Linked DNA regions of Sus scrofa: all the other regions are linked to region 1. Evidence: chromatin contacts called from public Hi-C data. All regions are on one chromosome and are shown on one strand. Each heading gives the region's core, a stretch centred on a gene start, on an enhancer-like site or on the middle of the called end of the contact. The rest is flanking DNA. Distances are from core to core; before and after follow the strand shown.

Region 1 (8,000 bases), core at 2,281-4,780:
CCACCAAAGGTCCAGATTCCAGGCCTGAGAATTTGCATTTCCAAAAAGTTCCCACATGATGCTGCTGGTCCAGAGGGCCACACTTTGAGAACCACTGCCATGGTCTCTAAGACCTCACCCAAGAAACTGGAATTTGTAAAAAGCAGAGCAAAACTCTATATTTTTTGGTTATGTGTAAGCTGTTTCTGAGCATTGATGCAGAACTAACGCCAGGGTCTCAGTGGCAGTGGTCACAGCGAGAGGGTGCATTTAGGGGTCAAGGGAAGGGTGAGTGGACGGGATGGTGAGATGAAGGGTTTACGGAGGCCTGGCTTGGAGCCAAATTGCCAGGGTTCAAATTCAGCTCTGCCACTTCCCAGGCTGTGTGACCTTGAGCAGGTTACTTCACCTCTCTGGGCCTCAGTTTTCTCATCTGTAACATGGGCATCATTCAACTCCCCCTCCTGTGCAGTTGTTGGGAGGATTAAATGAGTTTAAACAGTGGTTATTTTTAAGCACTTAATCAACGCTGGCTTTTTTTGTTACATGAAAGCTATGAATTTCCATCAAGGAAAGTATTAAACATGTTTTACATGTGTAATTAGAAATAAAGGAAAAAGATCCCCCCACCACCCCATAAGTTCTGCAGGTCTAATTTCAGTTCTTCCACTGCAAGGACAAGCAGAAGTTAGAAAGATAGACAGCAGAGGGCTCCTCCTCCCCTGTGCCTGGACCCCCCACACCCCCAAGTCAACACCCCCTCCCATTTGTAAGTCTGACCTCATTCCTTCCAGCTGCAAGGGAATGGATGTATCTTTAAAAGACCAGAAGGTCCTTGGCCTGGATCTGGCTCCCTGCCTTCCCACAATGCCCCTCATCCTTTTTTTTTTGGAAGCCCTTCGGAGGCCGTCCGGCTCTGGCAAGTTTAACATGAATGTGATTCGGCGCCCTGGAGACCCCTTGGCCCAAACTTTCCCAGATCTTGCTCTCCCCACTCACATGTCCTTAGTCTGGGTCCAATTCCCTTTATCTCTGTTAGGAAGTCCTTCTGAAAGTCTAACTTAAGTCCTTCTTGCTGAAAGGGGCCCATTTTCCTTGGTGAGAGACAACAGGACTCCTGCCCCCATTCGGGTTTCTTGCCTCTTTTCTCTGAGACACCCCCTATCTCTACCTGCATCCCCCATCATTCCTATTAGAAACGAATCAACTCTGGCTTCAGTCTTTCTTGCTTCAAAGGGTGGGGGGGGGAGAGGAGGAGGAGGGGTAAGTATCACTCGACAGAGGATCAGGGATCAGAGGAGGCCCCGCCCCCTCTTTGGAAGGACCCAGGAACCCCCAGCACCGGAGGAGTTTATATTTAGCGCTTCTCTGCTCCTCCCTCAGTGGCGCTGTCTCCCTCCCGTCGCCTGCCACCGCCTCCTCCCTGACGCTGGGACGGAGCTTTGCTTGGAGATTGGGGGGTGGGGGGCCTGGGGGCGAGGGAAGGCCTCTCCACTACCACTTCGTGGGGTGTGTGTGGGGGGTAACTGAAGGCTGGGAGGACGACAGAGGGGCAGAGGAGGGGGAGACTGAGGCAGAGAGAGGGAGAGGCTGAGGGGCAGGGAGGCAGGACACAGCTGGCCCATCCCCAAGCCTTCTTTTCCTCGGAGGGGTGGGAGGTGCCTTCCCAAGCCCAGCCAGCCTGGGGGGTGGGGAGAGCTGGTGAAGGCCCCCACCACGCGGCTCTAACTTTGGGAGGGGGGGTGGGGCTTCCCACAGCTGTTTCTGTTTCCAGAGAAGAATGTGCAGGGTCCCTCTCCCCGCCGCTGCGGCCCCAGAGTCTGGCTTCAGTCTTCCTCCCCATTCCCCATCTGGGGAGGGGGCAGTCGGGGTCAGCGGCAGGGAGAGCCCCCTCCCCCCTGCTACCTCGGCTCAGGTTTCCCCAAACGGGAAGCTCTGACCACACACAGGCTTGGGGATGGGATCCGCAAGTGGAGCCAGAGTCTGGGGCCTGGCAGGCGGTGGGGGGTGGGAGAGGGACAGGGACTGTGGGGCAGGAGAAGAGAGTGAGGTGCAGAAATGCAAGAAGGGAAGACCAGGCAGACAGAGACAGAGGATGGCAAAAGACAGAGAAAGAGATACAGAAAGTCACAGAGAAATGGCTGTGGGGCGGGGGGGGAGTGCAAGAAACCCAGGAAGACGTCAGGAGAATTAAGAAATGACATAAAGGAGAAAGGTGCGACGATGCTCCTTAAGTCATTCTGGAGACCTTTGGCTTATCTTCCACCCTCAGAGCGCCCAGGGAATCTAGAAGTCAGACCCCCAGGCTGCCTCAATCTGCCACCTCCTGGGTTAACCAGAACTGGGACCAGGTAGGAAAGTGTTACCAGAGGATCAAGATCACCATGGGGTCCTAAAGGGCTGCGAGCTTCCTCTCAGCAGCAATCCCTTCCTCAGGAGGCCCGAGGATCCCCTCCCCCCACCCCGCCCCCTCCGGAGATCTCCAAGCACACTAGGACTTAGGAAGACGGAGCCCTGGTATGGAGGCTGGGAGAGGGGCGTGCTTGGATCCCGCTGTGTGACCTTGGGTGAGTCGCTGGCCCTCTCTGAGCCTCCGTTTTGTTGCTTTCTGAAATGAGAACTATCACCCCCTATCCTCCAAGCAGCAAGAGGACAACGCCTGCCTAACACTCAGCCCGGGCTTGACACATACTTGGCGCCCAGATGGATTCGCTTTGGGGAAGGGGTGTAGGGAATGGGCTTTTGCATCACACGAGGGTCCGGCGGAGGCGATGCAGTCCCCTTCCCCAGTCTGGGGGCAGGGAGGCCTGATCCCACCCGCCGCCCAGACTCTCCAGCCCCACCCCCCCTCTCTTTTCCCCCTCTTCCCTCCCCCACCCGGACGGGTGTCTGAGCATCCAACCGAGACAGAGAGACAGACACAGACGAGGGCAGAGGGACAGACGGACAGGCGGCCCCTCACCAGCTGCTCTTCCAGGGCTGCTGCAGCCCGGCGCGCCGCCGCCGCATCTTCGTCCTCGTCGGCGTCCTCCTCGTCCTCGGCCTCGGCGCCCCCCATTCCGGGCTGGGCCAGCCGCAGCGCCTGCTGCACGCGGTACTCCTGCCTCTCCCGGAGCCAGTGTAACTCGCAGAGCCCGGCCAGGCTGCCCTCCAGCCAGCCCCGCAGCCGACCCCGTTCGGGGCTCACCGGGAACGAGAAGGCCCGGATCATGGCTGCGGCCCCCCGCCCCAGCCCGGCCGGGCCCCGCGGCCACCCCTCTCCCGGTCCCACCTCCCCGCCCCAACAGCCCGCCCGCCCGCCCGCTGGCCCGGCTGTCACCGTCTCATCTGCATAGGCGCCCGTCCATTGGGCCGCCCACCCGCGCCTTATCTGCATGGCCACGCCCCCGGCGACAGAGCAACCATCGCCTATTGGCCGGTACCCTCCCTTTACGAAGATACTCGGCTGTGCACCCGCGCCCCTCAACGCAACGTATGCTCGCAGCTGCCTACTCGCTCGGCTTACCGGCCACCTCGCCTCGCCACGCCCCGCCTCTCGCCTGCCATAGGGCCCTGGCCACGCCCCCACACGTCACAATGAAACAAGTCCGCCCTTGTTCCAATGTTATTGGTCCGTATCTCCCGGGTCCCCGCAGCTGGTTCCGCCCCCTTGCGGGAGAGCTCAGGCTACCATTGGACTGTCCCGCGAGAGGGGCAGGGGTGATCTATAAATAGAGAATGGGTGCACGTGACATTTTGGCAGCAGTTCCTCTCCCTCCGCCCTTCCTAACCTTCTGCTTCTGAAGATGCGCAAGGGGGCGGAAAGGGTTAAGAATCGAGTCCAGATTTTGCCTCCCCTTCCAGGAAGCCTTCCGAGACATTCAGCTGTAAAACTAGAGGGCCAGGGCAACTTCCGACATCCTCCCATAAACTAATGCTTCTAAGCGGGGCGAGCTTCACTGGCCGGCTTAGAAAGGCCCCAAACTTGGTTTAACATTCTGCTGTTAGTTTTGGATTTTTCATTTTTTGAACAAGGGGCCCCGCATTTTCGTTTTGCTCTGGTAGCCAGTCTTACTTCTGAGAGCATGTCCCAAATTCTGGAAGTGTAAAACCATGGGTGTAATTCTATGATTCCACCCGAACAGAATCTTAGCATCTTTTGTCTCACAGATGCTGTGAGGCTTTGCGCTCACCATTTTACGATTCCAGGGGCCTTTGTTCTATGTTCTAAGAGGCTTTGTTCTCAGCCTTCTAAGATGCTCTGTTCTCAACGTTCTATGGTTCAGAAAAGTCTGAGCCTGACATTCGTTACCAAGGTTCCCTCCTCCCTTCCCTGGCTCGGCAAGCGGGGCTAGCGCCCCCTCAGGCGGCCAACCTGTGTCACTACGCCGAGTGCGAGTACCTACAACCTTGAGGATCAAGCTCCGAAGTTCATGCCCATTTCTCAGATAGACCTTGACTCCCTAACAGCCAAGGCCCAGAAAATCATGTAAGAAGCTCCCTCTTTTATGATACCCCGTGCACCAGATGACCTGGTCCTGAGCTGAAGAGGCAATTTCTGGGAGCAAAGATTCCAGAACCAAACTGCCTGGGGTGAGCCTCAGCTCTGCCACTTTCCAGCTGTGCGACCTTGGGAAACGTGCTTAGCCTTTCTGTGCCTCAGTTTCCTTAGCTATGTAATACTTCCTATCTCACAGTTGTTACGAGGACTGAGATGTCTGTCAGGTGCTTGGAGCAGTGCCTTCCATGTATAAAGTCACAGAGGGATCTGATAAATAAATAAAAAAATCATCTAGCTGGTCCCAAGGAGAAAAATGAATCTGGATTTTAGTAGAGACAAACTATTCAATCCCTTTCTTGTTTAAGACAGACCTAGACTGTCGTAAACTGCCTGAATTCACCAGCGATGGGGAGATGATCTGATTGATGAAGGGGGATATGGAGAGCTTGCTTTCAAACAAGATTTTCTTAGTAGTTAGTGTCTGGGGTGATGTCAGGATTGGTTTACATCCCTGCTGTTTGTATAAAACCAGTCGAGCCATTTGCTGGCAAAAATGTTGGATCTTGAGGTGATTTAGTGTTCTGCTCACCAGCCATTTGAAAATGGGTATTTCTAAGAAGAGCAATAAAAAAAAAGAGCATTATTAATGGTTGAATAAGGGAGTAAAACCCAGACTTGAGACCAGAGGACAGCCAGTTGAGAGGGTTCCAAGTAATCAGTGAAGAGAGATCTTTGGTTGGTGGAGTCAGAGCAGTAGCTATTCTGTGGATTTCCTTGTCGGCCTTTTGATGTTGATGACATCTGTCGAATTCCTGGGAATGAACGTGCAGTGGTTGCTTCCAACCACAGCATACAAGTCCCTTTCCTGGAAGCCCCCAACCTGGGTATAAGAGTTGCCCACACGTGGTCAGAAGCCATATTAAACCCTTAAGAGTTTACTCCCAAGCGTTTGGTTTCTTGTTCCAAGGTGAACGAGAAAAAGGAGATCATATGCATGAGTGTCTGCCTCCCAAGATTTGGCAGATCTCTTACATTTGTGAGTTAGGGGTTTGGCAGGAGAAAGAGTGAAGTTCAGGTATTGATAGACTGAAGGGACACTGAAACACTAATGGCTGCAAAGTCTCCACATGTAAATTACACATCATTGGGGGCATCCCAAGACTCACGGAAACCATTGCCTTATTTATTTGGTCAGAAAACAAATGTTAGGAGTTCCCTGGTGGCTCAGTGGGTTAAGGACCTGGCATTGTCACTGCTGTGACTTGGGTTTCTGCTGTGGCTCGGGTTTGATTCCTGGCCTGGGAACTTCTGCATGCCATGGGCTTGACCAAAAAAAAAGAAAAAAGAAAAAGAAAAAGAAAAAACAAATATTGATTAAAGGTGGAAAACCAAGATGCAAGGATAGGACTGGGACCGTGAGATGAATCATAAGAGACACAAGCCACGGATACTGAGAGGTATCATCAGCAGCACCAGTTGACTCAGGATTGGTAATATTGTGATCGCTGGGAAACCCAGGTGAGTTCAATGAGGAGGCGGTTCCTGTCATTAGGGTTGTTAAGGCGTCAGTAAAATTCAGTGATTGTGGAAACTGAGGCCCATGAAGGGGCCATTAGGGAAGCTTTAGAAGCACATGAATCTGGAGTCATAGATGGTTGGAGTAGGGAGAAGTTCCTGTTACGAGAGCACTGAGTTGGGAGGGGTCTTGAAGGGCGGTACATGGGACAAGGCTCAATCCATTTGCAATGATTCTCTTTTCCAAATCAGGTCACATTCTCAGATACTGGGGGATAAGACTTTAACATACATTTGGGGCAGACACAATTCAACCCGCAACAGACCCAGGAACCACTGGAGTTGCATTTCAGTCTTGGGTGAAGATGAAATTAATGATGAGATAAATGCATTCTGGGGATAAGGGTTTACCCACAGGTGCAAAGTCATGTCCTAAGCAGGGTACTTGTGACTTACGTCATTGTGATTTGTCCCCAGATATCCGTATGAGTAGGGATGTGGGGTAGGTGTCAGGTGTCAGTGAGTGAGCTGTTGAAATGAACAGGGCAGATGAAAAGGTGATCCACCTATCAGGTTAGAGAGGAATTACAAGGGGAAAACAAATGCTTCAAATTTAAAGTAAAATTAAGTAGGAGCTTCAGTGAATCCTTTTTTCAGTCTTTTTTGGGCCACACCTGCAGTATATGGAGGTTCCCAGGCTAGAGGTCGAATGGGAGCTACAGCTGCCGGCCTACACCACAGTCACAGCAACGCCTGATCCGAGCCGAGTCTGCGACCTACACCATAGCTCACAGCAACACCGGATCCTTCACCCACTGAGAGAGGCCAGGGATGGAACCCACGTCCTCATGGATACTAGTCGGATTCGTTAACTGCTGAGCCATGATGGGAACTCCTCAGTGAATCCTTTAGACACACACATCCACGTGTATTGTTGACTTTTCCAGGTGAAAACACAAAAAGATTGAGAGTTCCCTGGTGGCCTAATGGTTAAAGATTCAGTGTTGTCATCGCTGTGGCTCGGGTTCAGTTCCTGGCCTGGAAACTTCCAAATGCTGTGGGCATGGCCAAAGGAAAAAAAAAAAAGGTAGAAGCAGTTTGATTGTCCAGGATCAGGCCTGAATAGTCTTTCCATACATTTCCTGGCCTGGTTCTATTATTGCAGATGGATTCTGCCCTCTGTTGATTCCTCAATTTTTTTTTTTTTTTTTTTGGCCATGCCCATAGCATCAGAAGGGAAGTTCTAGGGCCAGGGATAGAACCCTTGCCACAGCAGTGACAACTGTCAGATCCTTAACCCGCTGAGCCACCAGGGAACTCCTTAGACCAACTGGTTTTAGAAGAAGTATTCAGGATGGAGTCTGAGAGACATTCCCCAATAGTATTGGCTCTGGATTATCCCCTGGATGTGTTCTGGCTTCTGCGGAGGTCCTTACTGTCTGAGGTTCATTCAGCTTTTCAAATTAAAGAACTGCAATTCTGCAATTGACCGGCAGATGGACTAATTGACATAAATTGGGAAGACATGGAGCAGAAGCACCTGGTATCCTAGCCTGGCTGCTAAATACCACCCAGTTTCTATTGGGCTCAGGAAAATCTTAATGGCCTGTAAGTCTGAGCATGATCAAGGTGGGAAGAGAACTTGTCTGACTGCATGCTCTGATCTCTTACCTTCAGCTGTAGGGCCAAAAGTCTGGATGACAACAGGGAGCTAGGGAACCTCAGGGCCAAGGTGAACCTTAAGTCAGCTCAGAAGAGCTGCCTCCAGAGACCCTCAGGATCCTCTAGGCTGCCCCATCCTCTTGGGCTCTCTCATTCCAGGCCTCCACACTCTGGGTCATCACTGGCTGGAAAATAGGTCTGTCTCCTCATTCAACAGTGAAGCCCCTGAAGGTGGGATCTGGGCTGTCTCGGCCCCCACCACATCTCCAGCATCATCACAGAGTGACAAACAGATGACAGCAAATGAGCACATCCATTGTGTAAAGAAGTCACGGCACCAATTTAAGAGAAAACACCAACTACT
Region 2 (8,000 bases), core at 2,766-5,265, 120 kb after region 1:
TTTTGAAGCTGGCTCATTTCACTGGGCAAGCCACCCAATATTTTGATTTAAAATAATAACTAACATTTACTAAACACTTAACTATATCCCGGGTACTACCCTGAGCACCATGCATGTATTACCTACCTGAGCCTCTCAACAAGCCAGCGAGGTGGGGAGGCCTGTTATTGTCCTCATTTTATAGGCCGATAAACAGAGGTACAGAGAAGTCACTCAGCTGCTACGTAGTCGCACCAGGAATTTTTCTTCTCATTTTTACTTTTTTTTTTTTAATTTTTATTTTTTTAGCATTGTCAGCCTCTTGTGTTTGTCCTGTGGTAAAATATACTTAACACGACCTTAACCCTTTTAACCATTTTAAAGTGTACAATTCAGTGGCCTTGAGCAAGCACATTCACGGTGTTGTGTAACCATCACCACGATCCAGTTCTGAACGTTTTTTTCACCCCTCTAGGATTGGAACCTAGGTTTTCCACCCTCAGAGCCCAAGCAGCTATTCCTAGCCTGACCCTCAGTGGAAGAATTTAGCATAGGGGCAAGAACTTATCTCCTTGGGGTTCAGCCTGGAGGATGCTACGTAGCTATAGAGTTGTCTACTATGCCCCACCAAGAGCTGGGTTTACTAACACCAGTTCTGGGCTGTTTTCTCTGCCTAGACCCTTCCCTTCCACCTCTAGCTCTTTGCCTCCTGTGACCATGAGGGGCATTTCTAAGGCAGGGGCTGGCAAGGGGTCCCGACATGGAAGAGAACCCACAGGCCAAAAGTGGCTTCATGGGATCATCCAAGCCCCTGGAACCAGCTATACCTGAAGCCATCCAACTCAACAACTTTTTATTGAGATGAGCCAATCCATTTCCAATTTTGCTGAAGACAGTTACACTGGGGTTTTTAGCTTTTTGAAACAGAAAGGGACTGAACTGATAGAGCGGGGGTTAGCCTCTTGATTAAGGTACTGGGAAGTAAGCTCCCAGAGAAGGGAAAGGCATGAGCCAACAAGAGTGGGTAGGAACACGGCCAATTTCAGGAGACAGACAGCATATCATCAAGGTGATTGCAATGTGGAATTTATGAGAGGTCACAGCGGGGGTCACGGTGCAACCTTCTAGTTGCAAAAAGAAAAGGGACAAGGCCTGACCTCAAGGGGCCTAGGCCATGGGAGAACCTGAAAGCTTCACCCTGGGAGCAGCGGGAGCCATCAAAAGGTTTAAGCAACAGAGTGACACAATCAAGTTTGCCTCCTTAGAAGAAGCCTCTGGCCTCTGACCCATTTGCTGGTGGCTCTCTGGAAAATCATTAGGCAACAGGCATTGACGTTAGCAGGGCCCATGCCCTCTGACATGGCAGTTCTGCTTCAAGGGATTGATTCTACAGTTAGAGTCACACACGTGGGAAATCAGCACTGTTTGCATTTGCAAAAGACTGGACACCAGCCAAGCGCCCATCAGAAAGGGGCCAGCGTAATGCGTTATGGACCATCCATGCATGGGAATACTATGCAGCTTTGCAAAAGAATGAGCCAGATCTGCAAGTGCTTTGGTGGTGTGTTGGTGAATGTTTAACCGCCAGCTCTCTGGGGGAGAAAACAGTCCTGAGCTGCAGCGTTTGCCCGTGTCTGTGGTGTAAATTACTCCCCCCCCACAGCTGGTTTTAAGCTACCAACACGTGGAACATCCTGGAACACAGACTTGGAAGATATCCTCCAGGTGGGATTTTCCTAACCTCTAGAACAGAGATGGCAGTAAAATGTAGTATAATAATGAGGAGGCAATAAATCGTTGTGTGCAAAAGAATTTATTTAGGAGTTCCCCGGTGGCTCAGTGGGTTGAAGGGCTGGCGTTATCACCGCTGTGGCTTGGGTCACTGCTATGGTGAGGGTCAAACCCTGGCCCAGGATCTTCCACGTGCTGTAGCTGTGGCCAAGAAAGAATTTATTTAGTTATAAGTTTATATACTTTTTTAAAAAATGATTTTATTTTTTCCATCATAGCTGGTTTACAGTGTTCTGTCAATTTGCTACTGCACGGCAAGGTGACCCAGAGTTTATATATGTTTTAGTAATGGCTATATTTAAAGCAGGCTTGCAAAATTCCCAGAGGTTTTGCAATCGGGCCTCACAAACTGTTACAAGCCAGCCCCCACACACACATTCAGGATGAGACAGCAAAGCCAATTTGTGGACAAGGCTCTACAGGACTGTATCTCACCCCCGCACAAGCTCTCCTCCTTACTCACTCCTCTCCGGCCTGGACTTGGTACATTTCGGGGTCACTCCCACCTCAGGGCCTTTGCACTTGCTGTTCCCCTTGCTGTTCCACTCTTACCCTCTTATAACCACGTGACTCGCTTCCTTACCACCTCCAGGCCTTTGCTCACATGTTACCTTTATCAAGGTCATCTCTGACCACCTCGTAATCAAACAGAAACCTTCCTGCCACCTCAACACTCCAGCTTCTCCGCCTGCTTTATGTTTTATCAACAGCACTGACTGTGCCATCTGACCTACTATGTAATATTAAAATGCACTTGTCACTTTATTTGTTGACTGTCTTTATTTGTTGACTAGAATGTCAGGTCAAAGAGGGCAGGAAATTTTGTCTGTTTTCTTCTCTGCTGTATCCCCACTGCCTAGAAGAGTGCCTGGCACATAGCAGGTGCTCAATAAATATGTGTTGAATGAATGAATATACACTTAAGTAAAAAAAAAAAAATAAGGCACAAACTAGTAACAATAGCCCAGACATGGAAGCAACCTAAGTATCCACTGACAGATGAATGGGTAAAGAAGATATGGTTCAGAGTTCCTGTTGTGGCGCAGCAGAAACGAACCTGACTGATATCCATGAGGATGTGGGTTCGATCCCTGGCCTCCCTCAGTGGGTCGGGGATCCGGCGTTGACGTGAGCTGGTGTGTAGTTCGCAGGTGGGGCTCAGATCTGGCATTGCTGTGGCTGTGGTGTAGGCTGAGAGCTGTAGCTCCGATTCGACCCCTAGCCTGGGAACTTCCAAATGCCGCAGGGGTGGCCCTAAAAAAGCAATAAATAAATACATCAATAAAGATGTGGTTCATATATACAATAGACTATTCCTCAGCCAAAAAAAGAATGAAATGATGTCATTTGCAGCAACCTGGATGGACCTTGAGCAGATCATCCTAAGTGAAGTAAGGCAGAGAGAGAAGGACAAATATCATATGAGATCACTCATATGTGGAATCTAAAAAACGACACAGGAGTTCCTGCTTTGGCGCAGTGGGTTAAGGGGCTGGCATTGGCACAGCTGCGGCTTAGATTCCATCCCTGGCCCAGGAACTTCTGTAAGTTTCTGGTGCGGCTGAAAAAGAAAAATTTTCAAAAGGAGACAGATGAACTTATTTACAACACAGAAGCAGACTCACCGACAGAAAACAAACTTACGGTTCCCAAAGGGGAAAGGGAAGGGAAGATAAATCAGGAGCTTGGGATCAACACACAGATGCTACGCTCTAGAAAATCGAGAGGCCACAAGGTCCTACTGTACAGCACAGGGAACTGTAGTCGATATCTTGTGATGATGAACAAGAATCTGAAAACGAATCTGTATCTGGGTCTGTTATTCAGTTAGTCACATGTGTCACCGAATCGCTTTTTATACACCAGAAACTCACACAACACTGTAAATCCTCAGTACATCAATCAAAAAAAAAAAAAAAAAAAGTGAGGTGCAGCATCGTGGGAATGACCAGAATAAGATGCCCCTGTGTGTTCTTACAAATGATAGATTGTCTCGGGGAGAAAATGCAAGAGACGCATGGCCCCAGCGCCCCGGGGAGGACAGAAGGCGTTCACACTGCACCCATCCTGTACCTTTAGAAAGCTGGGCCGGTGCCTTTCATTACCTATTCATATTTTTTTCAAGCGTTCTATTAAAAGCAGCGCCTCGGGCTGCGGAGGGGAGCTGGCTCTCGGAGGAGGAGCATGAGCCCGGGCCAGGAGGAGGCCGGGGCAGTGACCCTGGAGCGGGGACCGGATGGGGCTGCCAAGCCGTCTGGCCTGATCCAGAGGCCTCTCTGCGGAAGGCGGACCCGGAGCCCTTAGAAGGCGCTGCGAGGTGACATCTGGCCCTCAGGCCTGGCTTTTATGAGCCAGACAGGCGGGTCTCCCAAAAAGGCACCTTGGCCACCTCCACCCCTGCATAAAAAGATTCCAGTAAGATCCCACCGTCTTCGACAGGCCAGGGGATGAAAGCTCCCCTCCAGGGCCTCCCTCCTCTTTCGACCTCTGCCCCTCTCTTCTCCCGCCCTCCTCCCTCCACCTCCTCCTCCAGCCTCCTTCTCCGCCTCCTCCTCAGGCTCATTGCTCCAGCCACATGCCACCTCCCCAGCGCCTCTGAAACACCAGCCCTCTCTCGGCTCCACGCTTTTGCCCCTGCTGTTCCCTCTGCCTGGAACGCCTTTCCCTGCCTCCTCACAGGACCCTGGCTTATGGCGGAGATCTTAGCTTCCTTCCTTCTCATAACAGTGATTTACGGGGCATCACCCTTTGTCAGGCATCCTGCCAGGGCTTGGATTAGGGAGCAGGCACGGAGGAGAGGCCGCATCCTAGCTGGGAAGAGCAGGAAATGAAGCAGTCAGCAGAAAGTAGAAATAAGAGAATTCTTAAAAAGAGCTAAATGCCGCAAGAATAAATGGTCGGCTCTCTGAACGAGGAGAAGGGGCCTGCCTGCTGAGGAACTGGGAAAGAATCAGAACAAGGGAACAGCAGGTGCAATGGCTCAGAGGGTGAGGATGACGTTGGAGAATTCAGGAAGCAGAAAGAAGGCCAGGAGTTCCCACTGTGGCACAACGGGATCAGCAGCATCTGGGGAGTGCTGGGACTCAGGTTGGATCCCTGGCCCCATATGGTGGGTTAAGGATCCAGCTTTGCCACGTCTGTGGTTTAGGTCACAGCTGCGGCTTGAATCGGATCCCTTGCCATGGAGTGGACAGAAAGCAAGCCAGCCAGCAAGCAAACAAGCCAGTGTGGCTAGATTGGAGGGAGTGAGGGAAAGGGTCGCCAGATGCAGACCAAAGGGTAGGTTTTCATGAGGGATGTCATAGACTCTGTTAGGAACTCGGGGTCTCCTCCTCCAGGAAGCCCTCCTCGACTGCACCAGGCAGCCCCCACCTAACCCTGTTCACTCTAGGTTGTAGTTCTCTGGTCACTGGCCTGTCTCCCCCACTGCCCTGGGAGGACAGGGGTAGTCACAACTAAGTCCCCAGTGCAGGCCTGGGGACACAGCAGGTGCTCAGCAAAGGCCCTGGTCCCCCCCCAGGAAGGCTTGCCTCCTTGCCTCCCCTTTGCCCCAGCCCCTTGCTGACCCAGCTGACCCATGAACTCCCCACCCAGCCCAGCCTCTTTCATCCCATCCTCAAAGGCCCAGCCAGGGAGGATGCCCAGCTCCAGCCACCTCTGATGGGCTGCAAGCCCAAGTCAAAGGCTCTGAAGTGGTCAGATCAAACACCTCGGAGCTGGCCTTGGGCTGGGCCAGCGTGGGAGGCTCAGGGGAGACGCAGCACCCCAGGCATGAGTATTCCGGGATGGAGAGGTGGCGGGGGGAAGCACGTGGGACCAGCCAAGGGGACCATTTTTTTCCCCATCAGCACAATAACATAACTTCCAGTTGCTGACTCCCTGCGTGCCAAGTGCTGGGCTAATTTTTAAAAAGAATGTCATTTATTAATTTAAATGGATAAGATCCGGTCAGGGTGCAAAATTCAGAAGACTCAAAAGGCCTGTGGGAGAAAGTAAATATCTCCATTTCACAATTTTAAAAGGTCTGTAGGAGTTCCCACTGTGGCACAGTGGTTTAAGAATCCCACTGAAGTGGCTTGGGTCACTGCAGAGGCACATGTTTGATCCCCAGTCTGGCACAGTGAGTTAAAGTACCTGGCATTGTTGCGGCTGCAGCTCAGATTCAATCCCTGGCCCTGGAAGTTCCTGTGCAGCTATTAAAAAAAAAAAAAACTTGGAGGAGTTCCTGTTGTGGCTCAGCAGTAACAAACCTGACAGTATCCGCGAGGACGTGGGCTCGATCCTTGGCCTCACTCAGTGGTTTAAGGATCAGGCATTGCCGTGAGATGTGCTGTAGGTCACAGATGCGGCTCCGATCTGGCATTGTTGTGGCTGTGGCTCCAATTCAACGCCTAGACTGGGAATCTCCATAAGCTGTGGGTGGGCCCTAAAAAAGACCAAAAAAAATAAAATAAAATAAAATAAAGACAAAAAAAGGAAAATGAGCAGGAAGGGAAGAGGTGTAGGAGTTTGAAGAGAGAGGAGAAGCTATTAAAAAGTTCTGCGGTGGCCTAGGGATTAAGGACTTGGCATTGTCACTGCTGTGGCTCATATTACTGCTGCGGCATGGGTTCGATCCCTGACCCAAGAAATTCTGCATGCCACCAGAATAAACATAAATAAATAAACAAAAAAACAAGCAGTCTAGGAAACAATCCAGGTGTCCATCAAATAAGGAGAAACAAAATGCAGTATATTGGTACAATGGAATGTTATTCAGCCACCATCTTTTCGTGCCATTATGATGCTGGCATGCATGCCCACCGACATTCTCGAGAGCATCGGCAATGCCAGAAAAAGAGGCACCTGCTGGGTTCTTGTTAGGCTAGGCTCCAAGGTCATTTTCTAGTTTCTAGTTGTGATGGTGAAGCATGATTACATTGGCGACTTGATTATCACTGATGGGAGCTGGGAAAATTGTCGTGAACCTCACCAGCCTGTCATTAGTTTGGTTATGGTTTCATTGTACTGACAACCACAGCTAGCCTCACCAAGAGGAAGCGAGACAAGAATGTATAGGTGGGAAAGTCCTGAGATTCTTTTTTTAAAAATTTACATACATATTTATATTTATATATTTTAGAATATATATACAGAATATATATATAGTATTCTACAATACATATTCTAGAATATACATATATAGTTTTAATTTTTATTTTATTTTTTTATTTTGTTAAGGGCCGCACCTGCGGCATATGAAAGTCGAATTGGAGCTGCAGCTCCCGGCCCACAGCCACAGCCACAGCCAAGCCAGATCCAAGCCCCATCTTCGACCTACATGGCAGCTCACAGCCAGCCAGATCCTTAACCACTGAATGGGGCCAGGGATCGAGCCCAAACCTTCATGGATGCTAGTCGGGTTTCTTACCACTGAGCCACAATGGGAACTCAGCATATCCTTATTTTTTAAAATCCATTTCATTAAATTTTTTTTCTCTTTTGGCCACCCCATGGCATATGGAGTTCCTAGGCTAGGGATCAGATCCAAGGTATGACACTGCAGGAGTTCCTGTCATGGCTCAGTGGTTAACGAATCCAGCTGGAAACCATGAGGTTGTGGGTTCAATCCCTGGCCTTGCTCAGTGGGTTAAGGATCTGGCGTAGCCATGAGCTGTGGTGTGGGTCACAGACGCAGCTCAGATCCCGAGTTGCTGTGGCTCTGGCGTAGGCCGGCAGCTGCAGCTCCGATTAGACCCCTAGCCTGGGAGCCTCCATATGCCATGGCAGCTGCCCAAGAAATGGCAAAAAGACAAAAAAAGAAAAAAAAAAAAAAGCCAAGGTATGACACTGCAGCTGCAGCAACCCTGGATCCTTTAACTCGTTGTGCCAGCCTGGGGATCAAATCTGTCTCCTGGTGCTGCAGAGACACCACTGAGCCCATTGCACCACAGTGGGAACTCCGATCTATTTTATATATAGTAGTGTATATCTATTACTCCCCCAAACTCCTAATTTATCCCTCCCCCTGCCTAAGTTTGTTTTCTATGTCTGTGAGTCTTTCTGTTTTATAAGTAAGTTCATTTGTATTATTTTTTAGATTCCGCATATAAGTGATATCCCATAATATTTATCTTTCTCTGTCTGATTTACTTCACTTAGTAAATAACTTCTAGGTCCATCCATGTTGCTGCAAACAGCAATATTTCATTTATTTTTATGGCTGAGTAATATTCCATTGTACATATACG
Region 3 (8,000 bases), core at 1,602-4,101, 80 kb before region 1:
GAAGCGATGTGGTGAAAATAATTCAGGATGATGTTAAAAACCCTCATGAGGTAAATTCTAAAGTTATCCCTGCAAGAATTTTTTTCCTGGAAAGCACAGAGGTATTTAATTGAGATTACTCTGGGGGAAGGGGCTGGAGGCTTAGGGCTGGTAGCTAGACATTTTTTATTTTACACGGTTCGGCAATTCCAGCATTTTCGTAACATGTACTTGTCACCTTTATTATTATTTTCTAGAGTGGCAACCAAGGGTAGCTGGGTAGAGAGATTTGAGCCATGTTTTGTTTTCTTTCTCCATTCTTGCTGGGTTTTTCATTTCTTTTAAACAAGTATAAAAGTGGGAGCTGTAATTATCGTTTTTTCTGGGGCGGCTGGAGAATCTCGCCTGCCAAAGAACTGGGAATCTAAATCCCTCACAGCGGAACTGCCCAGGGGTTGGCAATTTTTGCAAAAATGTTGAACATTTGGGCTTTTATTTCTAGGATAATCTCCACCACCCCACCCCACCCCGCCTCCGCCACATACGCAACTTTTACCAGTTACAAAACCCAGTGTCTCATCTGCGAGGTCATTCCCACGTGGAAGCCTTGACTTCTCAGGGCTGGATTCTTAAGTCAACATTTAGAAATTTTTAGTTTCGGGCCCCTACAAAACAGCTTTTCAGAGAAACTGACGAGGAAATCAGGCCTAGAGATGGGAAAAGAAGCGGAGAAGAGGCGCTGCCCTGCCCCGCCCACCCTCTCAGAGCAGCCTCTAGCGAGGGAGCGCGTCTCCTCGTCGCCATGGAGACCGCTGGGAGGCGGGGCTAGAAGCTGTGCAAAAAAGGGCGGGGCGCGGTTGGGGGGCGGGGACTGAGCCCGGGGGCAGTTGGGATGGACTTTTTGAGGAGAAAATACAGCAAAGCCTAAAGACCTGGCTCTGTAAAAGCAAAAACAATCCAAATGAGCCAATAATTGTACAAAAATTTCCCTGAGACCTTAGCCGTCCTCTGCCTGCCAAGTATCTTTCTTTCTTCTTTCCCTCTCTCTCTTCCCGCTTACCCCGAACATCTGCCCAGTTCCTTCACGAGTTAAGTGAAATCACATGCTGTGAGTTAAACGAAATTATATGTGTTTATTTTATTTTATTTGTTGTTGTTGTTGTTGTTGCTATTTCTTGGGCCGCTCCCGCGGCATATGGAGGTTCCCAGGCTAGGGGTCGAATTGGAGCTGTAGCCACCAGCCTACGCCAGAGCCACAGCAACTCGGGATCCGAGCCGCGTCTGCAACCTACACCACAGCTCACGGCAACGCCGGATCATTAACCCACTGAGCAAGGGCAGGGACCGAACCCGCAACCTCATGGTTCCTAGTCGGATTCGTTAACCACTGCGCCACGACGGGAACTCCATATGTGTTTATTTTTATACCTTATATTAGAGTCACTAGTTTACCCGGGTTTTTTGGTGTTTGGGGAATTTTTTTTTAACATTTGCATACATTAAAATTGGTCTCCTTTGTAATCCAATAATACAATACCATGCATTGCAAAACTATCCTGAAAAGGGTCCTTGACATGGAAAAGGTTAAGAATTCCTAAGCTAAAGGGTCCTCAAGAGGGTAGAGACTGCTCAGTAATTTGGGGAGGGTGCAGTATGACCTCTGAAGTGATAACCTTTTGCAACACCCTAGCGCCTAGTGCTTAAGGATCCAGTATTGTCACTGCTGTGGCATGGGCTAGATCCCTAGCCTGAGACCTTCTGCACGGCCAACAACAAAAAAAGATGACATTTGAGCAGAGGGAGATTGCCAAGAGAAGGTAGGGGCAGAACTTTCTGGGTGTTGGGACCAGTGATGCAAAGGACCTGAAGGTGGAGGTAAGCCCGATTTATTGGATGACCAATGAGGAGGCAGGTGTGGCTGGAGTGGAGTGAGGAAGAGAGAAAGAGAGCGGGAAGTGGGACTTTGTGGGTGATGGCGAGGACTTTAAAATTAGAGGAGAGGAGTTCCCGTCGTGGCGCAGTGGTTAACGAATCCGGCTAGGAACCATGAGGTTGCGGGTTCGATCCCTGCCCTTGCTCAGTGGGTCGGGGTTCCGGCGTTGCCGTGAGCTGTGGTGTAGGTTGCAGACGCGGCTCGGATCCCGAGTTGCTGTGGCTCTGGCGTAGGCTGGCAGCTACAGCTCCGATTCGACCCCTAGCCGGGGAACTTCCATATGCCGCAGGAGCGGCACAAGAAATAGCAAAAAGACAAAAAAAAAAAAAAAAAAAAAAAAAAAATTAGAGGAGAGACAGATCTGGCTTAAGTTGCTAGGTTGGGGGTGGATTGATTATAGGCAGTGAGAAGGAAGCAGGGAGCCCCACGAGGAGGGATTTGTATGGATCCAGGCAAGCATTGAGGGCAGCTGGACATGCGATGGCTTTTAAGGGGTCAAACAGCCTAGCACTCTCAGGAGGACGCAGATCAGCTGTATCTTCAGAGCCTGGAGTTAGTTCTAACGTCTGGGATCTGGTTCAAATATCTGGCTCTCCACTTCGAACTGTGCAATCGGGGACCAGCCTCAGTGTCCCCAGCTGTAAGGAGATGATAGTGAAGGCATTCACCTTTCGGTGTAGCTCTGCAGATTCATAACAGGCCCACTCAGGATGCCTGGTTTCAAAGAAAGCATCCATGCAGGTTAACCGTTATTATTACTAAGGCAGTTGTTGCTGTGCATGTGGTTGCCTCACAGTTACCCAAGAAGCTTTGCGAATCCTGACCCTTTAATTTAACTTATTTCAATTAACATTTTTGAGGTATCTGAGGTCCTTCAATTTAATTTAACTTATTTCAGTTAACATTTTTGATTGTTAAAAATTGAAGCACTCCAAAATGATAGAGTGAAAAGTCATGTGAAAAGTGAAAAGCCACCTCCGGGGTCCCCAGATATAGCCACTGTTGGCAGTGCTTCTACACATGACAAATGTATGTATACACCTAGGCCCTTTGGTCTACACACACATTAGACTGTTTCAGAATCAAATCCAGGTTCAGTCTTCTTCCTGGCCATGTGACCTTGAGCAAGAGATTGATTTTATTTCCTCAGCTGTACAATGGGAATGAGCATCGTATTATCTGTATCCTGATGTTTTTGTGTGAATTTTATGAGTTAATTTATAAAAAGCACTTAGCATGGTCCTTCGTACGTAGGAAGTGCTCCCTAAAATGTGTTTATTCTCAGTCACTTCTCTTTTTCATAACGGCCTAGTATTTCACCGTTAGTCCCTACCGGTGAACAATTAGGTGCATTCATTCACTCAAAAATATTTCTTGAGCACCTACTCTGTGCCAAGCCCCATGATGAGCTGCAATAAGACCTTGATACCAGGTTCTTCACCCACATGTCTGGGTATATGGCTAGGAACTGCCGGTACCCAAAGTCACTTAATTTTAAGATGGTACTATACTGTCAGTGGCTTTCCAAGGGATTGCCCGATGATGAGCGCGCCCACCTTCAGGGCTGGGCTGGAACCCGCACTTTTGGGACGGTAGTTTCGGGAACTGCTGCCTTTCTCAGAGAAAGCTGCTGACGTGGGCGTCGGCACCGCAGGCCTTTGGCTTGGAAGCCGGGGCCCCTGAGAGGCCCGGGGCGCAGCCACACCCCTGGGGGGGAGGGCGGCGAGGGCGCCCCAAGGGGAGTGGACAGCCCCCCTGTCAGTCTTCCCCGAGTCCGGGAGTGTAAGCCGAGCAGGGAGAAGGTGGGCCTCATCCAGGGGGAAGGCGAGGAGGAACTTCCTGCCCGCGCGCGCACTCGCCGGCCCTGGGCGCGCAGGCTGGGGGCGGAGGCGCGTCAAGGTCAGCCTGGACCGAGGTGGCAGCCTGCCTAGGGGCGGGAGACCCTCCTGGGGAGCTGGCTGCGGCCTCCAAGAGCCTCGGCCATATTGAACAGCCACAGCTGAGCCGTCTTTGTCTGCAAAGTCCTTTCCCAAGTTCCAGGGACGTCCCCTGTGCCTGGCACAGGAAGAGCCACCAGCAGTCCTTACACTGAGTTGGAGCCGGGACACCCATTTACAGCTTGCGGCGGGCTTGGAACCTTGAGACTCCGACTCACGTAAGCACCCTGAATCGATTCCCACCAGTCCTTGAGGGGAGCGAACTGGATCACGACCCGACTTGTTGCGGGCAGAGAAACTGGGAGGTGAGATTCCCGGCCGCGCTCTTGGGACCGCATCCCCACCCCAAGACTCGGCGCTGCGAGTAGTTTGGGCTCCTTGCCCGCACTTTAGATTTCACCCTGGAGATCTTAAAGACCCTCGAGAAAAGCCACGTGGGGGGCTGGTTCCCCTGGGGCTTCCTCCCTTCCCCTGATTGCCTGATCCTCTGGAGCGTCCCCGACATCTGCAAAGATGTGGATTTGGACGTCCTCGTGGAAGCCTTGAAGCCGGTGGGGACATTCAAGAAGATCGGCAAGGTGTTCCGCCGCGAGGAGGACTCCACGGTGGGGATGCTGCAGATCGGCGAGGACGTAGACTATTTGCTCATCCCCCGCGAGGTCAGGCTGGCGGGAGGCGTCTGGAGGGTTATCTCCAAGCCCGCCACCAAGGAGGCGGAATTTCGGGAGCGGCTGATCCAGTTTCTGGAGGAAGAAGGCCGCACCCTGGAGGATGTGGCCCGCATCATCGAGAAGAGCACCCCCCACCCGCCCCAGCCCCCTAAAAAGCCCAAGGAGCCCGGATCGAGGAGGAGAGTCCCGCAGATGGTGACGCCACCTCCTCGGCTGGTCGTGGGTACTTATGACAGCAGCAATGCCAGTGACAGCGAGTTCAGCGACTTTGAAACCTCCAGAGACAAGGATGACAAGGACCACAAAGGCACGGGGCGTGGAAGGAGGCTGCGCAAAATGCCTGTCAGTTACCTGGGCAGCAAATTCCTTGGGAGCGACCTGGAGAGCGAGGATGACGAGGAACTGGTTGAGGCCTTCCTGCGGCGAGGAGAGAAGAAGCCCAGTGCCCCGCCGGCCCGCCGCCGTGTGACCCTGCCAGTGCCCATGTTTGAGGACAATCCGGGACCCCAGCTGTCCAAGGCTGATAGATGGCGGGAATATGTCAGCCAGGTGTCCTGGGGGAAGCTGAAGCGGAGGGTGAAGGGCTGGGCACCGAGGTCCAGCCCAGGGGTGGGTGAGGCCCGGCAGGCCTCTACCAGGGTGGAGAGGGATGGCGCATCGGTGCCAGGCAGCTCAAGCCTCGGGGAGGACAGGGGAAATGCAGGAGATGGGCGGGTGCCTGAGAATCCCCCAAGTCGGTGGAGACCCAAAATCAATTGGGCCTCCTTCCGTCGTCGCAGGAGGGAGGAAGCCCCAACTAGAGCTCAGAGAACAGAGGCTGCAGATGATCAGAGGGCAGAGGTAGTAGTGGTCCCGGGGGCAGAGGCCATAGCTCTCCAGGGGGCAGAAGCTGTGGATAATCAGAGGGCTGAGGCCCCTGCTGCTCAGGGGGCAGAGGACCCAACTGTCCAGAGAGTAGAGGCTGCAGATAATCAGAGGGCAGAGGCCCTAGCTGTCCAGGGGGCAGAGGCGCCAGCTGTCCAGAGGGCAGAGGCCATTCCTGACCAGAGGGCAGAAGCTGCATGTAGTCAGAGGGCAGAGGCCCTGGCTGTCCAGGAAGCTGAATCCTCAGCTGCTTGGAGAGCCACAGGGGCAACCCCAGGAGCCAGGACCCGGAAACCGGTCAAGACAGTGAGGTTCCAGACCCCCGGCCGCTTTTCGTGGTTTCGAAAGCGCCGGAGAGCCTTCTGGCACACCCCCAGGTTGCCCACCCTGCCCAAGAGAGTCCCCAGGGCAGGCGAGGCCAGGAGCCTCAGGGTCCTGAGGCCTGAGGCCAGAGCAGAAGCAGAACATGAAGAGCAAGAAGATCAGCTGTGAGGCAAGGGCAGGGGGGGTCACAGAGGACCCTGCCACCTGTCACAGTATTGGCCAGCCAGGGTGTGTCCCTGACTCCCCTGCACTTGGGCAGAGATGCTATAATCTGTCCCCACACTTGAAAATGGAGATAAATCAAGGGCCTGGCAGTGCCCCTCTAATCTCCGCCTAACACCCCTCTTTTTTCTTGCTAAAATTGTATCTTTCATGCATTGATTTAAAAAAAAAAAAATACAGACTAGGGAGCTCGCATCATGCAGCAGCAGAAACGATCCAATTAGGAACCATGAGGTTGCAGGTTTGATCCCTGGCCTCGAACATTGGGTTGGGGATCTGGTGTTGCAGTGAGATGTGGTGCAGACGCGGCTTAGATCTGGCATTGCTGTGGCTGTGGCGTAGGCTGGCAGCTGTAGCTCCAATTAGACCCCTCACCTGGGAACCTCCATATACCGCGGGTGCAGCCCTTAAAAAAGAAAAAAAAAAATACAGACTCTTCATAGCAACTCAAAGAATGTAAAGAAACCTATAGAACGGGGTTGCATCTCCCAAGATTTTAACTTCCTCAAGTGCAACTCTAGGTGCTCCACTTGAAAAGGGAGGCAGGGGAGAAATTCCTTCCCCTTCCCCTTTTTTCTTCACCATCTTGCCTGAACACTTACATTGACTGCCTCCTTGAACTTAAAAAGAAGGCACAGGTCAATATGCAAATAAACATGTTTACAAACTTATTTCCTGCCTCTGGGCCCAGCAACTGAAGAATGCTCCAGGGTGGTTTTGTCATGCCCTGTGTCCCCTTCATTCCCACCTCCATGATGGTGACCGTGTTCACCTCACTTTGCCTGCCATCCCTACACTTGATGGGTCCAGGGCTTGCCATTTACATGCGTTGTCCCATCGTGGTTCCCAGGTACAGAAGAATCACTAGGGAAACGTGTCCAAAATGAAGGTTCTGGGGCCCTTCATGCCAGAGCTGTGAATTGCTAGGGTGAGCTGTGCAAGCCAGGAGTCTGTTTCCATCAAGCCCCACAAACATCTCCTGGAGCAGCTAGGCTGCTGAACACCTTGAGAAAAATCACTGCAATAGGAACAGGCCACAAGGTGGACTGCGGTGTGTTGGTGAGCAGTATGCTGGGACTGGAGCTTTTAATCATGAGATCAGGTTGCTGCAGCTCTGGGAGCTGGGGACATCTCTGCTCGTTGTCTCGTGTCTCCCCCTCCCCCACCCTCACCAGGGGAAAAAGAGACAGTAAACGACCACTCCCCAGCCCGGATACAAGCAGGAGAAAAAGGAATTCGTGGAGGGAGGTCTGAAAACCAGCTTGGTCCTCCTGACTGGCAGGAGTCCTGGCCTGAGCTTCTTAGACCTGATTCAGTAGGTTTGTGGGTCTGGCCCCGGCCTGAGAATATGCATTCCTAAGAAGGCCCCAGGAGATGTGAATGCAGCAGGTTTCAGGATCTTATTTTGAGAACTACTGCTCTATGGGAAAGTCCACTTCCTGCAGCCCGGCGTTCAAACAACAGGCAGAGCCTTGAAGCCGCTAGGCGGTGGACCAGTGCTCCATGCACCTTTCGTGCTCAAGAGCCGTCGCGCCCACAATCTTAGCCATCGGTCTTGGCGCGCCACCTGGTGGATATCTGGGCCACGGCAACTGGCCTGAGTTGACGTTACCTTCACAGGCCTGGGCGTGGGGCGGGGGGAAGCGGCCTGTGTGAGGGGCGGGACCTTGCGGCCGGGCTTGAGGGGGCGGGAGCACCGGATAAGTGGAAAGGGGTGTTGTTTTTTGTTCCTGGAGCCCTAGCTTCTCCCTCCTGGCGGTTGTTGGACCAACTCACATCCCCAGGAATCTCAGGGAACCCGTCTCAGTTTGATCAGGTCCAAGGGCGGGACAGTTCCTGTCTAGGTCCCAGGAGGAGGAGGGGAGCAAGCTCCCGGCACCACCGGAATAGTCAGGGGTTACACGTGAATAAACCCGGATCGCCATAGACCTGGCTTGGGGCTTTTGCACAGGCTGTTCCTGCCTCCTTTGTGCGTTTCCCTCGGCCATCGGCCAGCCTCATCCCTCTCCCCTCCTGCCCTCCGGATTTTTCTCTCCTGCAACCACCCCCGCGCAGGGCAGTAGCTTGTAC
Region 4 (8,000 bases), core at 3,856-6,355, 73 kb after region 1:
CAGTGGAGAAGAAAAAGTTGATCACCAAACACAAGCCCTGGGTTACTGCTCCCCTGTGCACCCCTCCCGTCTGGGCTTCAGTCACTGAGCTGCTTCCCAGCGCCTGCCCAGCCTGCTGAGCCCACATCTGTGCAATGCCCGATACTGGTGGACCGCCTGTGCCAGCCAGGCACTGCGTGAGGCTCTGGCAAAGTAACGGAGCCCTCGGGCACAGGTGATAAGCACAGCAGCAACATTAACACAGGATGTGACCAGGGTCCCGGTGAGGCAGCAGAGGAGGTTATGGGAGGAGGGACAACCAAGCCAGTTTGGAGTGAAGAAGGGACAGTTCAGCTAAGACCCCAAGGCTGAGTAGCAGTCAGCCAGCGGGGTGGAGTGCGCAGCTGGCTGAGGACAGAGACAAGGAACTCTACAAAGGCCAGGCTGCCTGCATCTGAATGGGTATAAGGGTTAGGGAGGAAAGTTAGAGAAGCTTGTAGGCCCAACAAAGGATCACAGACCACGTGAGCAAGTCTGAAATTTATCCTAAGAGCACAGGGGAAGGTATGGAAGGGTTTTTGGTGTTTTTTTGATTATTAGTTGGTTTACTGGTTTTGTGCAATGGCCGTACCCATGGCACATCGAAGTTCCCGGACTAGGGGTTGAACTGGAACTGCAGCTGCCAGTCTACACCATGGCCACAGCAACACCGGATCCAAACCCCATCTGCCACCTACACCACAGCTGGCAGCAACTCAGGATCCTTAACCCACTGAGTGAGGCCAGGGATCAAACCTGCATCCACAGAGACAATGACAGGGGTTCCCAACCACTGAGGCACTCCCTGGAAAGGTTTTTTAGGCAAAGAGAGATGTAATCAGATTTTCATGTTGCAGAGGTAATTCCACAAGCTCTAAAGTGGAGAAGTGATAGCTGCAGGGGGCAAGGGGAGAGCAAAGCTAAAGGCAGAGACCAGCCACTGAAGGAGGCAGTCCCAGAAATCCCAGTGGGAGATGACAGTGGCCCAGATTAGGACCAGGAAGAAGGGGGTCATGCGTGGATTTAACAATAAGGAGATGGGACTGTTAACACCTAGTGACCCTCATCTGTGGGGGAGAAAGCAGAATCGTGCCCGGCCCTCATACCTGCTCAGCCTCCCCCTTCACCTCCTCGCCCCCATATCAAGCCCTGATCTCCCCTCTCCTAATGATGACGTGAGAATCTTACTAAGCCCATTCTGCTCCGATCCTCTGGCAAAGAAGGGAAAAAAGAGAACCAGAAACATGTGGTTGAAGTATCCCAGGTTGGTGGAATACCACAAAGGGGGAAGTGTTGGTGGCCAGTCCCTCCCACCCCCGCAGGATCTGCCAGCGCTGCGGTGGGCTGGCAGGTAAGGCCGGGATCTGGAAGTTCTCTACCCACCGCCACTCCCTCTGGCCAGACTGTTGGAACACATGCGCCCCCAAAACCGCGCTGAGACAGGGCTGCCGCCTCCCCTCCAGCTGTTCCTCTCCACCCCGGCTGCATCAACAAAGCTTTTGGAGGGGCTGAGATGCCCAAGAGCTACGACGCCTCCACATCCCAACCTTTCTGTCCCAGCCCCCTTCCCGTGCCAGTTCAGTTCCGCCTGGCCCTCCACTGCATCTGCTGCACTCCACTCCTCTGGGGCTCCTGGCAGGGCTAGGTCCCCATGGATCCCTCAGTGCCCCGTGGGAGGCTGGAAGTGGGGAGGGGCCAGCTCCATACCATCTCTGCCGGCAGCGCACTCGCCACAGCTCCCTGCCGCTGCCCTACGTGAAATGTCCAGTTCAGACCCACGTGCCCCACCCTGAGCTTCCTCTTGTCCTCAGAGAGCTCACATCCCTTCCCAGAAGAGCCACGGATCATGCACAGAGCCACACAGTCAAAACCTTTACCGTGGGAGTTCCCGTCGTGGCGCAGTGGTTAACAAATCCGACTAGGAACCATGAGGTTGAGGGTTCGATCCCTGCCCTTGCTCAGTGGGTTAAGGATCCAGCGTTGCCGTGAGCTGTGGTGTAGGTTGCAGACGCGGCTGGGATCCCACATTGCTGTGGCTCTGGCGTAGGCTGGTGGCTGCAGCTCTGATTTGACCCCTAGCCTGGGAACCTCCATATGCCGCGGGAGCGGCCCAAGAAATGGCAAAAAGACAAAAAAAAAAAAAAACACCTCTACCGTGTGACCGTGCAGAGGTCTCTGTAGCCTCCTGCACAAACCAGTCTCTTCCATCAGCCTGGAAGTTTCTGAATGGCAGAAACTGCGTCATCTCCTTCTCAGAATCCCCCCACTGGGCAAAGTCCTGCTCATTATCACCTGTGCTGATGCTGCCTCCCTGCTTGAATTCTTGGGCGCCTCCTGGCAGGACCTCACAAGGCTGTGTTTTCTGCCATTCCCCACACACTGACTGCACACAGGTCCTGTGCCAGGAGCAGCTGCACTCAGCTATTTGGAGAAAAGGTATTCAGAACTGGAAAAATCTGATACAGTCCAGGCCTTAAAGGATCTCACAGGAGAAGTCGCACCTCTCTAAGTGATAAGTGCTCAAGTCAAAGTGTATAAAAAGAGGTGCTGCTGATGCGAGTGTAAATGCGGGGCAACCTGCCAGACCCAGTCCCCGCTTCATAAACACACCTCTTCTCCTGTTCCACCCCCTCCACCCGTCTCTTCTGCTGTACTCACGCGGGGATACAAGGATATTTGCTGCAAACAACCTAAAATTCCATCAAGAGGGCTCCAATTAAATGAGCTGGGATACAAACACCAGTGGAATATAGTTTTCAAAAACAGTGAGTATTGCTCTCTGTGCTGATATGAAAGGAACACCAAGACGCATGACTATGTGGGAAAAAAGGTCACAAAATGATACACATGATATGATCTCATATATTACACACATGGAGCTGAACTACTTTCACAGAAAACAGTTGGGGAGGCGAGTTAGGGAGCAGGTCAGGAAAGGGACGGGGGTCCCCTTCACTCACATGTATGTAATATGTGCACACAGATGCCTGAGCGCTTTGAATGTGCGCTAACATAACAGAACAAAAGAAAACAAAGTGAGTGGCGCCGGAGGCTAGACAAAGGAGCGTCTAAGCGGGTGCTATCCACAACTTTCTCCCAAAGCCCAAGAAGACCACTAAGGAGGGGAACAGACACATCTTTTCTCTTGTTTGTCTCAAAGATGAGGAGGTGGGTTGGGGGGTGCTGCAGGCTGCACAGGTGTGAAGTCCCAGACACCAAGCACCAAGATTTAACCCCAGGTCTGCTGTGACTGCTTGGACGTTCCCGCAGAGGCCAGAACTTCCTGGAACAGGCTTCTCCTCTGTCCTGGGCATCAGAGAAGTATAACGCATGGGCTCGAAAGCCCACAGACCACCTCTGCCACCCACAGGCTATGAGTCTAGATAAATCACTGACCTGCTCAAAGCCTCCACTTCCTCTTCTGCTTGATTTCTTTAAAGGGGAGGGAAGGGGGGGAATATCACTTACCCTCCCAGAAGGTTGCAAGGATTTATTTAAAGTGCCTGACACAATGCCTGGCACATAGTATGTGCTCAATAAACAGCAGCTGCGATAGCAGCTGCTGAGCGAGGGCAAGGACACTGGCCCTGCCTACATGAAGGGGTACTAAGAAGATCTAAAAAGACGTACTCTGGGAAAGAGCTCTGGAAGGAGAGATGGAACACAAAAACAAGGGGTACTTGCATAAGGATTTCTCTCCCACCCAACCCCCCCAGCACCAAGCCTCAGCTACCACAGAGCCAGGATCCCTACAGGGGTGGGAGAATTGCGGGATGCTCTCTCTATTCATCCCATGGACAAAATTCTAACCAGGTGTTTCTTTCAGTCCCCACCTCTCCTAGACAGGAAACAGCAAATCAGAGGGGGAAAGATGCTAGAAGCAGGCGCTGACTTCTGCTGATAACACCACAGACCAGGACCCCTCAGACTCCTGGCAGCACATCCTTAGAACCCTTAAAATCCTCACAATTCTGATACCCAGGCTCCTAGGGACACCCAGCAAACGGACCCACATCTCTCAAGGTCACAAAACCCAGCCCAGCTCCTCGGCGCCTTCCAAACATCATCCCAGGGGTACAGCCCTCCCTCAAGCTACTCCACAAACCAGAGTCCTTTCCCAGAAACTTCCACAAACACTACCCCCCACCCCAGGATCTTTGTGAGATTCTTCCTCTGGCTGCCTTCCTGCTCTACAAAATGCTCCCCGCCACCCCCAGATTCGGCCAATTCCTCGTGTCTTCACCCCACGCCCCAGCTCCACCGCTGGACACGGCCGACCTCCTCTCATTCCAGGTCGGGGCTCTGCACCTGACATCTTCCACACCTCCCATCTCTGGGCGGGAGTCCCCCCATCTCCCACATCCCCGAAGAGTTTCTCGGCTCTCAAGCTCTTCCAGCACAGGCTCCTGGGGCACGTCCTGGCCCCCTCCATGATTCCACCCCCGGGATCCCTTCCCGGGAGGCGGTAGCGACGCACTGCCAAGGCTCCACAAAGTTTCCTCCTCAGAGGGAAGGGGCACACACCTTCATCTGACACCCCCGAGACCTCGCTCTCCTCCCCGGAGTCCCGGCAGAGCCATCTTTCAGTCCCCGCCGTCCTAACACTCCGAAACAAACCCGTCCTGAGCTCCCTGACTTCCTCTCCCTACTCACAAGGGAGCCCAGCCCCGACCTGCTCTCGACTCCGGCGAGTCCCAAGTCCCCCCAACGTCCCCTCTTCCCACCCGGGGCCCGCCGGGCTCCACCTCCAACGGGGACGGAGTGTGACTCCCTCAGCACCCTGCATGTTCTTTGCTCACTCCCGTACAAGACCCCTCCATGCCCTCTCATCACCCTTGGCCGAGTTCTCTTGGGGTCCGCTCGGGTCCCCGAGGCCACTCTCTCAGGGACCCTTCGGCCAGTCCGTTCACCCCCACTCCCACTCCCAGCCGGTTCTGGTCCCCTGCGCCCTTTCTCTTGGCTGCCCCGGTCGGGCCCTCCAGCCCCTGGGCCCCCCTCCCGTCTCCAGCCGCCCAGGAGCCCTCAGGACCCCCCTCGGACGGCCCCTCACTCCGTCTGCGGGCCGGTCGCGGTCCCCTCCCGCCCCCCCCCGGCAGTCCCGGCGGCCATTGCTCCAAGATGGCGGCGGCGGCAGCGGCGGGTGAGGCCGGGCCGGGCCGGGCCGGGCGGGGGGGTCGAGGGTCCCTGGGCGGCGCTCACCTGTAACTCGGCGCGGCGCTCACCTGTAACTCGGCGCGCTCCGCCTCCCAGCGGGCCTTCTCCGCTTCGAAGCGCGCCCACTCGTGCTGGATAAAGTGTAGGATCCCCGGCAGGCTCAGGGGCTCCGGCCCCGCCGTGGGGCCGGGGCTGCCTCCGCCGCCGCCTCCCTTGGCAGCCGGGCCGGGCCCGGGGGCGGGGGCAGAGACCGGAGCCGCCCCCGTCGGGCCCGGGCCCGCGCCGGAGCCGAGTGGGCGGCTGGAGGAAGCGGCGGCGGCGGCAGCGGCGGCCGCTCGCTCCTCCATCATGGAGGCCCCGGGGCCGGCCCGCGCGCCCGCTGTGCTTCGCGCGCCTGCGCGGCCGCGCCAGCCCTCGAGCGCGCGCTCGGCGGGGGCCGGGGGGGCCGGTGCCGGGAACGATGTCGGGCGCGCGCCTCGCCCACCCGGGTCGACCCCCAAGGCGCGCGCATGGAGGGGCGAGGAGGGGCGCGCGCCTGGAGGAGGGCAAACGCGACCCAGACCCCTTAGGAAGCGCAGGACTTTGGGAGGGGCCGCTTCCTGTACCCCTCCTCCGGCTTCACCCCAAAGAAAGATTCTAGCCCTCTCCAGACCCAAACACCACTCTCCTAGATCACCGTCCCTCTTTGAGAGAAAGGGCGACCACCAGGGGTGGTTTCACCGATGGCCCCATCCTGATTCCTGGCCCGGGGCGGTTGTCATGGTAACTCTTCCTCAGTCGGGGACACCCTTAGCCTCCCTTCCCCTCCACCTTTATGGTCCTGGAGCTCCACCTCTCCTGGCCCTGCACCTACCTATAGGAGGTTGCTAAGGTCACCCAAGTCCCCGGTGGTCCTTCGGCCCCTACCCTCCTTGGTTACTATGGCAACCTCACCTAGCGCTCAGGTAGAAAGGAGCCTGGCCCCAAGGACACTGCTGAGGGAAACATCTCTTTCCCAGCCCCTCTCCCCAGCCTCCTGGTTGGCATTACCATGGTAACCATCTCCCCCTTTCCCATGGTGGGAGGGCCTTGGACCAGCCAGGTGTTTTTATTTAGAGGAGGAGATGCTCTGCTGAGGAGTAGTTGTTATGGTTACAAGATGCGGGCTATCCCTAGGGAGGTGAGAAACTGGCAGAGCCAAGTCCTGGGTACTATGGTAATGGGGGCACTCTGCCTTCCAATGACCCTAGAACCAGGCCCACCAAGGTAGAAGACATTTTAGGATTGTCTCTCAGAATGTAATGTGTCTAGGGAAGGGGTTGTCATGGTAACACCTTCTATCACTTCTACCCCTACCTTTCTGGACACATTCACGAAAGAAGGGATGGGTATAGGTTGCTATGACAGCCTTCCTTTCACTGCTAAGATGCTTCAGGTAGGTGATGCCTGCCTGAGCTTATGAGATTTCATAAGATGAAATTGTGCCCTGTTGTGTGAAGTTGGTTGATTTGGGGTTTTCTGGTTCATCTTCCTTCAGCAGTGCAGCTGAGCTGGGCTGGAACCACCCCCTTGGAGTTCCGTCAGCCTGCACCCTAGGAGGTAAGCAGCCCCTCAGTGTCACCAGCACTCGTGGGAACTGCCCTTGTCCCCAAAGGTTTTTCTACATATCACTCATTTGCTCTACCCATCACATTCCCATTCTACAGATGCAGCAGTTGAGGTTCAAGCCAGGGCAGAATCTGGACCCACTTACATTGTTTTGTGGGGAGAGGAGAGACAAAATCTCAGCTTAAGTGTTCTCTCCTCCCATGGCCACCTTTTTCTCTCTCACGCCCCCTGCTGGTTTCCTGCCCTGTCAGTAAGTCATTTTCATGGTTTTATCTATCTTCCTCCCTCTGGAGGGCCTGTCCAACAACCGCCTGGTTCATCCTGTGTCCCCAGAACACAGAGGGCACTCAATAAATATCTCTTTGTTGAGTTAACGACGTTGAACTAATTAATTAAAGTGCCATATTCAGCTTTGAAAGCACCTGTCAGGTCAGGGCTGGGGACAGGGGTTATCTCGCTAAAGATAGGCTGAGAATGGACTGTCTTTATGCACCCAAGAGAGACAGCTTTTATTGGTTAAAAGCACAACTCTTGAGGAGTTTCCATCGTGGCTTAAATACTAGTGGTAACAAATCTGACTAGTATCCGTGAGGATGCTGGTGCGATCCCTGGCCTTGCTCAGTGGGTTGAGGATCCCACGTTGCTGCGGCTGTGGCATAGGCCTGTAGCTGCAGCTTGGGTTCAACCCCTAGCCTCAGAACTTCCATATGCTGTGGGTGCGGCCCTAAAAAAACAAAACAAAACAAAAAACAACTCTGGAGCCCGCTTCCAGGTCAAATCCTGGGTCTGCCACCTCCCAGCTGTGTGACCTCAAGCAAGTGACTTTACCTTTCTGAACCTCAGTTTCCTCATCTTCAAATGTGATCATAACACAAAGATTAAATAAGTTAGTATTGCTAAATTTCTTTTTTCTTTTCTTTTTTTTTTAGGGCCTTATCTGTGGCATATGGAAGTTCCCAGGCTGGGGTCCAATCAGAGCTACAGCCGTTGGCCTGCGCCACAGCCACAGCAACATGGGATCCGAGCCACGTCTGAGACCTACACCACACCTTCCAGCAACGCGGGATCCTTAACCCACTGAGGGAAGCCAGGGATCAAACCCGAATCCTCATGGATTCTAGTCAGGTTCATTAATTGCTGAGCCACAAAGGGAACTCCAGTATCAGTAGAGTTCTTAGAACAGGGTCTGGCACATCACGAGCAGCTAGAACTGTTGACATATTATGATCCTTTAAAATCAT

Evidence for each region. Hi-C and Micro-C count contacts between places; a contact is called where the count stands out from the background.
Region 2: a Hi-C map of subcutaneous adipose tissue shows a contact between it and region 1, with 2.5 times the contacts expected there. The contact joins the enhancer-like site here to the promoter of DACT3 in region 1. A contact is called at or near these places in 8 of 47 Hi-C or Micro-C datasets (embryonic fibroblasts, heart right ventricle, mesenteric adipose tissue and 3 more).
Region 3: a Hi-C map of heart right ventricle shows a contact between it and region 1, with 2.2 times the contacts expected there. The contact joins the promoter of CCDC8 here to the promoter of DACT3 in region 1. A contact is called at or near these places in 2 of 47 Hi-C or Micro-C datasets (embryonic fibroblasts and heart right ventricle).
Region 4: a Hi-C map of embryonic fibroblasts shows a contact between it and region 1, with 2.3 times the contacts expected there. The contact joins the promoter of FKRP here to the promoter of DACT3 in region 1. A contact is called at or near these places in 4 of 5 promoter capture datasets (fetal liver, liver and skeletal muscle), 27 of 47 Hi-C or Micro-C datasets (adipose tissue, alveolar macrophages, blood and 14 more) and 2 of 2 datasets of contacts at active chromatin or transcription factors (alveolar macrophages and skeletal muscle).

The regions. Positions count from the first base shown.
Region 1 is chr6:52,550,728-52,558,727 of Sscrofa11.1, forward strand. DACT3 (dapper homolog 3) reads right to left here and starts at 3,531. Exons shown (of 4, transcript XM_003355955.4): 1 at 2,942-3,531. The coding sequence starts at 3,355.
Region 2 is chr6:52,670,841-52,678,840 of Sscrofa11.1, forward strand. No RefSeq gene overlaps it. Among named protein-coding and RNA genes, the nearest start is that of SLC1A5, 13 kb to the left of the region's middle. Within about 2 kb of position 4,016, at least 26 of the 83 cell types and tissues checked have an H3K27ac peak or open chromatin away from gene starts, as enhancers often do. A contact at or near this core is called in skeletal muscle and subcutaneous adipose tissue, where this site is marked.
Region 3 is chr6:52,471,657-52,479,656 of Sscrofa11.1, forward strand. CCDC8 (coiled-coil domain-containing protein 8) reads left to right here and starts at 2,852. Exons shown (of 1, transcript XM_003127233.4): 1 at 2,852-6,601. The coding sequence starts at 4,461. The coding sequence ends at 5,876.
Region 4 is chr6:52,622,361-52,630,360 of Sscrofa11.1, forward strand. It overlaps FKRP (fukutin-related protein), which reads left to right and starts at 5,106. Exons shown (of 2, transcript XM_021094618.1): 1 at 5,106-5,158; 2 at 6,689-8,000. It overlaps STRN4 (striatin-4), which reads right to left and starts at 5,550. Exons shown (of 17, transcript XM_021094615.1): 1 at 5,241-5,550. The coding sequence starts at 5,522.